Linked DNA regions of Danio rerio: region 1 is linked to region 2. Evidence: chromatin contacts called from public Hi-C data. All regions are on one chromosome and are shown on one strand. Each heading gives the region's core, a stretch centred on a gene start, on an enhancer-like site or on the middle of the called end of the contact. The rest is flanking DNA. Distances are from core to core; before and after follow the strand shown.

The links. A called contact is a pair of places that touch in the nucleus more often than the background predicts.
Region 1: a Hi-C map of an unstated tissue shows a contact between it and region 2, with 2.2 times the contacts expected there. The contact joins the promoter of serpinh2 here to the promoter of fis1 in region 2. A contact is called at or near these places in 1 of 18 Hi-C or Micro-C datasets (an unstated tissue) and 1 of 4 datasets of contacts at active chromatin or transcription factors (embryo).

The regions. Positions count from the first base shown.
Region 1 is chr7:21,251,663-21,256,215 of GRCz12tu, reverse strand. It overlaps serpinh2 (serine (or cysteine) peptidase inhibitor, clade H, member 2), which reads right to left and starts at 3,300. Exons shown (of 5, transcript NM_001017564.1): 1 at 3,186-3,300; 2 at 669-1,288. The coding sequence starts at 1,281. It also overlaps a transcript of efnb3b not described here.
Region 2 is chr7:20,824,380-20,828,814 of GRCz12tu, reverse strand. fis1 (fission, mitochondrial 1) reads left to right here and starts at 1,333. Exons shown (of 5, transcript NM_001310843.2): 1 at 1,333-1,419; 2 at 1,955-2,087; 3 at 2,181-2,257. The coding sequence starts at 1,375.

The sequences.
Region 1 (4,553 bases), core at 2,051-4,550, 430 kb before region 2:
CACAGATTTGTGGGGGGTGTACTTATATATGCTGAGCATTGTATACATAAATCATTCACATAAAAGATTCAAATAACAAATGAACAAATAATTGATGTCTCAATACTGATAGATTGTACATCAGCGCTCTCCTGTCATTCAGAATTCACTGCTAATAATTAACATTTAAAAAGTGAATGCCTACAAATCTTTCATGTCTACCTTTCATTCAAAAACACTGATTAGTTCACGAACAAAACACTGCTAAGAACTCAAATTATAGAAAATAACAGTGTTCACTTCCCACAGGCAATTTAAGTGAAGTGTGGTTTTACAGTGCATCAGACAAGGAAGAGGCCATGAATTTTGCAATGGAGTCTGGCTACTGTCCAAACTCATAATGGACCATAAAGCTTCAAGATTAGACACAACTATCCTGATCCTCTAAGTACAGTAGACAAGCCACACCTTCAATTTAATGCAGTCTAATGCCTATTCTCAAAGCATGCTATTCACATAAGCTTTCCAGTCTTTCTCCATGGTATGCCATCTCTTGTGATGTTATTTGCAATCAGTGATAAAAAAATAACTTTCTTTAACCTCCTTTTGTGACTCAACCCAATAGCATACTAGACAAAGAACTTGGTTTAAGCCATCTAAATTATTTACAACTTATTCTTTCTTCTCACCTTTAAAGTGCAGTGCATTGGCCAGAATCAAGGCTCCAGCTTTGGACTCCAGTGCTGTTTTCAGAGCTGCTGTCTCTTCCCCATCCATCCCACTTTTAGCCCAGTACTGGAGCTTCTCCATGTCGGACTGTTTTTGTGCATCCTCCAGGGCCACATGCTGCATCCCAAAGTGGGTCTGGAGCTTCTCCAGAAAGCTCTTCTCCAGTTCAGGGGCTTGTTTGGAAAACAGTGCAGAGGAACTGTGCAATATGTAGCTGGTCCCATTTGATTCATGCACAGCCTTCTGTGCTGTGGTCAAAGTCTCTCCTACCACATTCTCATTTTTGGTGATCCTCAGGAGATCATGAAACTGGCTGGCTGTGGATCCTTTTGCTCCACCCCCTAGAGCCAGCAAGGAGTTGGCCAACAGAAGCGGGGAGATGAAGGTGTTGGTCTGGGAACCGTTGGTGCGGAGCGACCTGTACAGCTGCAGCCCCAGGCTCCAGGTGGGGTGATGTAAGCTGGAGATTTCTGGAGGAGAGCCTTGAACTTTTGGTTCCTGTGGAGTAGACGACCAAACGCTTTGTTGAGCCAACAGGAGAAACAGGAGAGGAACAGGAAAGATGGGCTGCATTGCAGAACTGGAGAAAAAAAGGGCAGAAATATTACAATATTATACCATTATACTTTGTAAACAAAACATTATGACCTTGTGCAGTGCGCACATACATTCAGTTGGTCTGATAATGATGTTATGGATGTCAAGTGCTTGCGCATTCCTATAGAGACTAACTGCACACTCTTGTACCAAAGGTTATTATCTGATTATCAAAAACATGTGTGGATGTGTACAATTTACGCAATGGAGCAAAACATGCTGTCAAGTTACGGTAACAATAGACCTTATTTTACTCTTAAATTGGAAAAACCCCATTATAAATCTGGATGGAACTACCAACAAATTGGTCTTCTGCACTTTGACGTCATCTCTGCAGCCCTATTTACTTTATATTGACTACTTAATTGGTGCACCGAATTTAAAATAGAAAAATGTTTGTCTTCTCACTACATCTCGGAAGTTCCTTTCTTTTTAAAGTGTCAAACACTTAAAAACACTTTTTCTCACAGATTAAATCAAGTTTGATTCATAAAATCAAGTTTCAGCCAAGTCTCTCTTACTCTCTCTCATTTCTCAAATGTTAATTAGTCTAAACCCTAAGGACGATTTGTGGTCCTGCGAGGCCTCGGGACACCAGCCTCTTGAAGACTTGCCAAAAAACTTTTATTTAAATGTATTGCATTTAATTATACTGTTGGAAAACTTTCAAGTACTGTTTCCTCATCTATATGAATTTTACATTTACAGTGTCCTGCCTTCAGATGCTTCAGCTAAAGGCCCTGCAGGGACCCAGCCCAGAGTTCATCCATTGAGCAAAGTTTCGAAATGATTATAATAATTTGTTGCAATTTTATATACTTTAGTTACTAGTGTTTACCATATATACTATAACAACAATGAAAAACTAGATTAAAAGAAATGTAACAATATGATTTAAAATCTTTTTACGAAACTTTCACTTATAAATCTATATTGAGGTAAAGTTGGTTTTATATTCACATATTCACACATTTTAACAGTCTCTTCATTGTTTATCACACTATCCTTTGATTATTAGGTCTGAAAACACATGTAAATATGACTTTAAAACAACATTAGCACTATTTAATTGACTGTCAACAATATGATAGTCATTGGCTGCTAATATGATTTCCTTATTCAGAATTTACATATGATAGGCTATTTTTCTGAAATCATATTATTAAGGAGAAAGGTTAAATGTACGAAAATAAAACCAGCTTTACCCCAATAACATCAATGATATATGTGGTATTTTATTGAGGTAAAGTTGCTTTTATATTCACACATTCGTTGTGACAACTTGTGACATTCTTTCGATGTTGTTTACCATGATACTTTAAATATTTGGTCTGAAATCACATGTAAATGACTGCAAAACAACATACTTTATATTTGATATATGATTTCACCATTTATAATTCGCAAAGAATACTTCTGAGATTATATGATTAAGGAGAACGTCCGAGCGTGTGAATACAAAACTAACTTCAATTGGTATTTTGGCGTAAAATGGTTATACTATGATGTTTTTCCATAATAAATCCTCTTTTGGCAATAACCTCGACGTCAAATTCATTCCCCAGACTGTTGCGCCGCTGACAGGGCATTAAATAACGACCAAACGTCCTCACGGCCTGTATACAGTACATCATTAAAATCCTCTCGAACCTAAACCATAACCGAACAGCGTCCTCCGGAAATTTCACTTTATATCCAAGAGATCACAGAAAAGACCGAATAAACAAGCCCCTTAAATAACAGCAGACGTCGGAGAATATTACACAGGCGGAACAGTAGATGTTGATTTTTGCTCTTGCTGAGCGAGCGCAGCTGTTCCGTCTGCTCGGAGAACTGAGGGGCAAAAAACAAAGTGGAAGAAGTTCCTTGTTTGCGTGTACCGTTAATTAATTAAAGCTTCCTTCTTTCTTTCGGCTTCTTCTGCAGGTTTGAGCTGAAAGGAACTGACAGGGCAGGTTCAGACGTGGCAGAGGAGGGTCTTTTCACAGTTTGCTCACTTTTCCTCCAGCATAATTCGCTCTTTGTGATCTCAATCCGGGTATTTTTTCCTCTTTCCAGATATCTCGCACTTTCCACTAACCTCCATGTAGCAAATAACAACGCTTACTTGGTTGCTGAGTCGTTTTTTCTATTACTCTCTATTAGCGTTAGATAGCATAAAAAGCGTCAGTGTGCATTGTGATTTATTTTTTGATTTCCAAAATCGATATTTAAGCTGTTTTTTAGGTTTTTTGTAAGCAACCGGTTGATTCCCCTCAGCTGTAACTCGAGGAAACACGCAGTTGCTATAATAACCGAAAGGGGGCGCGCGCGGTCTACACCGCCACGGCCCTAACATAAGGTCGACTTGTCCCTTAATAGCATGTCATGTATCCGCATGTAAAAGCATTAAACACACTCCTCTTCGTCCTGGTTTACATTTGAGTATCCAGAATTATTACAAAACTACTGCTTTGTCATAATTCTCCAACATCCTCAGAGAAAACTTCGCAAAAAAATCAGCTAGGTAAAGTTCAAGATTAGTCAATAAGCAGATAGCACAAGCAGACAGAATCAATTGATGTTCAGATAGTCAAAGATGGAGGAAAAGGAGGATCAGACCTGGAGACAGACTCTCAGATCACGGCAAACACGCTGCAATACTAAACAGCCTGCTGGGACATGACAGTACATAGACTCTGCCAATTACTTCTCTAATCCACATCACACTCTCAGATAGTCGTCTACAAAGCACACTTCGGCGAATGCACAAGTGCCAGTCCCTCTAGGACTCTTTTTCTGATTTTTGCAGCCTCAAAATTACCTTCTCAAAATTTGCAGCACTATTTTCGGCACAGGGCTATATGAATAATAGATACAAATGATAGAAATATTGTGAATGTTGATATATCTAATATCTACATATCGCAGTGGTTTGTAATAAATGAGCAATTTAATCAGAGATTATGCTTGTGTGCCTGTCATTATCTGCAATTAGACGTAAAGAGGCATCTCTGAAACAAAGCAGAGAGGACATGCTGTTTTATTATTACTTTATTTATTTTATATAAATAAGACAGCAATGATGTAACACTCTGTTTCAAACGCGTTTGTTTATCTGAGTGTTCTTGATGTTTTCAGGCTGATTAAACTATACAGTGGAGGAAAGTGGTGGGGATATTTTATTTATTGCTGTTTGCATTGTTAAACTTTATGATTTGTTCTGTGTAACATTAAAAAGTTTTCTTCTGCTTTCTGAACTTGGGTCA
Region 2 (4,435 bases), core at 84-2,583:
TGTATTTTTAATTTTACTGTAAGATATATGCTACTCTGCCCATATCCAAAAAATAATTTAATATTGTTTGCAAGGCCATCTCATGGGATTTGTATGCTTTTTAGAAATATTATTAATTTATTTATTTCTGTATGTCACTATAGTCCTGATTTTACTGTTGATGGATCCATTTGTTTCTCCACAAAAAAAAACAATCATAAAATCAGGTCTTGTCATCTCAAATCCTTCTTCTATTTCTTATTGAAACAACTTTTTTGATGATATTAAATGGTCGTATGTTTGGTCACTCCCTCAGAAATGTTTTAACAAATAAAATTAAAGAAATGTCTTTTAAAATTATGCATGGGTTTCATCCAGTTAAACAATTTTTACAAAAATGACGTTGACGTGTCTCGCTTTTTTTGTGAGACTTCTTCTGAGTCTGTTGCTCACTTGTTTAGGGAATGTCTCTTTTGGTGATTTTTCTTTAAGCTATAAATAAGCGCATACCTTTACTGATCATTAATTCATAATTACGGTAATGTTTAGTTTACGTATTAATTTGTCAGTATTCATGTACTGTTATTGTAAAGTGTTACCCAGTAATTGCAAGAGTTTAGTCATTATATACATTTAAATTCATTATATAAAAATAAGAACGCAAACAGAACTATTTCATTTTGTAATGACTTTAGTGTATGTACTGTTATTGATTCTTAAATGTCTTACCCTCAAGTTTATATCATGTTCTTTATTTGTTTTTTTCTTCTTCTCTTTTTCGCTCTCATATCTCTTTTTCATTGACAATGTAATTCATATTTTGGATAGTAAACAAATATTGCTACAAACTTGTGAACTGTTTTTTGCAAAAAAAAAAAAAGTTTTACCCAGTAAACTCTTCCGTTTCACAATCTCAGTCTTGCTGGTTGTATTTTTTATGAAACTGCATACACACGTTCATTACATTGCCTATTGTTTTACATTCTGTGATGGAAATTATATTTTTAACAGTTTGGGGGATTACGTATATATTTTTCTCTCCATTTTTTTTCAAGGCATTTAAAGTGAACTGAAATATACTATATAATATTACCATGATATCACAATAGTAAAGAGTAAATAATAGGAATGGGAATAGTAAAATATCTGTATGTTTATGTATGCTTTAAAATAAAATGTTTATGTTCAACAAACTGAAATTTGATTAGGTGAAACGCATAGCCTTTAATATATCAAAATAACATAGAACTCGATAACCACAGAATTCATTTAAACTAACGTTAATTAAAAACAGCGAGATAGATTGCTGCCTCACTATTAAAACGGTGTGTCGCAATCACTGACTTTTATTTTGACAACGCCCTGAACCTTCCAGTGTTTGGTTTCTCTGCGAAGATGGAGGCGGTTGTGTCAGACATAGTAGCACCAGAAGATCTAAAGGTATTTTAAAGCATTTTAATCAGTCTTTTCACTGCTGTGAATCAAAAATGACTTAGATATCGTCTTGATGAAACTGTTTTATATAGTGTAATCACCGTTGTCGGGTTTATACCAAGGCTTTCGACTGACGCACTTCTACTGTACACCCCAAAACAAAAATAATGGACATTATATATGATTTTCACTCATGTATCTTTAACTCATTGTGTTATTTTGACGATCTTTATTGACGAACAGTAAACGTACTGTTATAACATCTAACACTACGGGGTTTTGAGATATCTAATACACCTTTTTTATTAGTTTATGTTTGTATAATACGGTATATACTCCATAATATTAAAATGACTCCTATCGTGTCAAATACATAATTTTATTTTCTTTAAAATAGAAGACAAAGTGTAATTAATCAGTTTCCTGTAAAAGTTAGTCTACGTTTGTCTGCCAGGGGGAGCACATGATCCTGACATCATCATCATCATCCTACTGGTCGAATGGAGTGATTAGATCCACTGACATGACTTTTATTTTGCAGAAGTTTGAAAAGAAGTATAACGCAGAGCTGGTGAAAGGACCCGTTTCCAGAGACACTACTTTTGAATATGCCTGGTGTTTAATCAGAAGCAAATACACAAATGACATTGTAAAAGGCATTCAGCTTTTAGAAGGTCTGTGATTCAGCTTTTTTTGTTTGTTTTTTTGGTTTGTTACTGCCTGCTTGTTCGTGTTTGATAATTCACTCAAATGTTTTCTTTCACCAGAACTGGTTCACACAAGCAAAAAAGATGACCAGAGAGATTTTCTCTTTTACCTTGCTGTTGCAAATTACAGACTTAAGGTGGGTGATGAATCCTGAATCCATGTTTGGGATGATGTTGTCACTGATGATACATTCTTTCAGTTTTACTTGATTTGTCAAAACACTAAACCAGACTTTTATTTAAAATTTTAAAAACCATAACGCCATTTTTGAGAAAGCTCACCCAATTCATTAAACTATAAACACAATTCCCCTGCTTTGACACAAGAATTATTGTAAAATTGGTTTTATAATCGCACATTCACACTTATTAACTTTAGAAAAATATTCTTTGCAAGTTTTAAATATGGAAATCTTATTAGTAGCTTGGGTTGTCACGATACCATAAATTTAGGCCATGATACTATACCAGCAAAACAAAAGTATCACAATAGCAAGTATAGCGGCTTTTGACGCACATCACTTCACCTTAAATGTTATTTGTTATTTTGTAGATAACTGACCAACAAAAACTGCATTAAATATGAGATACAAATTATACCAAATGAAATTCATTACAGAAAGACAATTTTTTAAACAAAATATGAGGTAAAAAAATAGTGTTTTCTTAGTGTTTCCTATTGCTATTTTCATTTTTTCTCCTCTATTGTATTTTTTATTTTCAGTTTTATCTAGTAAGAATCCAAAGTAATAATAAATTTCACTTTAGTAAGTTGTTCTTTTTAAGAGATTGTCGTGGTCGTTGTAGCTAAATCATATTTGCAGGAATAGAAATGAACTGATTCAGATGTGTGTTTGAAGCATCAGAAAATTTTAATAGAGTGTTACAATTACAATAAGATAAAGTAGTCTATTGATTATTTGCTGGCACAAATGAATGAGATTTAGGGACTTTTCCACATGCTGTTGACTATTGTTGAACCATTAATGATAATACTACCGTTTACAAACTAGAGTCACTGCCAGTATTTTGGAGCCTTAGTATCGCGATGCTACCAAAGTACCAGTAAATTTGCAACCCTATTAGTAGCCAATGATTATCAAAGTACAACATTGTTCACAGTCAATTAAATAGTGCTAATGTTGTTTTGAAATCATATGTGCATGTATTTTGAATGTTGAATGTGCTGGCAGTCGGCTGCAGTTTTTTTTTACTTTAAAACTTTTGTCCTAATGATGTAATAAATTTGTATTTTAAAAATGTAGCCTTTTAGTAATTTTTTTATTGCAATTTTTTAGGAAATATTTTTAGTACATCAAAAAGTATGATTATGATGACATCTGACTAGCTAATCCAGCAAACAAATCACTAAAATGCAGTATTTAAATCTCATAGTTAAATAGAAACTGAGGCGTATAACTGCAAAAAGGTTCACTTTTTGAGAAAAAAACTAACCACTCCTTTCACCAGGCTGGCTACAGGCCTGAGGACTGTTAGTCTCCGATGAAATTGTGTATGATAATATATATCATATGGACGGAATAAAAAAGTCCATCATTTCATTATGCTTTATCGTTTATATAATGGTGTCACAAAATAGATTGTTTACGGTTGTATTTTTCAGAATTTATATGAGCACAATATTACACTTCTTTACAGAGATGCAGACAGAAACATAAATAACAGCATCGTGGGAAAGTCGCAATCTTGAAAGTAGTGTAGTACTGGAGGAATTTGTTCTACTGACACAGTTTAACGGCAAATACAGTGCTCAGCAAATACGAGTACACCCCTCACAAATATTTCTTTTAAATTCATATTTTTAATAGGAAGCTATACAATATTATATTTGTGCATATACATTAGTTTAGTCAGTACTAAAGCCAAATATGGAGCTTATCTAACAAAATAACTTATAACGGTCCAAAGACTAGTACACCCAAATTTATATGTTATAAAAAATATTAAATATAAATTTAAAAAGAGAAAAAATCAAGAGAAGCAAAAAAAAAATTAAGATAATTGTATTACCTTTCAATTTCTAAATATGTTTAGTGACAAAATATTATTTTAATAAATATATCTGTTTAATAAATCAGTTTTTTTTAAAAGCACCAAAATACATTGCCTATATTCATTTTCAAAATGGCATTTACTTAGATATGCAGTGGACTGTAACTTTGTGTTTGTCATGTTTTATAAATGCTGAAGGTCCCAGAATAATTTCTGGTTTGACTATCTATATTTACACAACTAACTAGTTTAATTATTCAATACATTAGGTTATAGTGGTTTGTTCTGTAGCCAATTGAAAA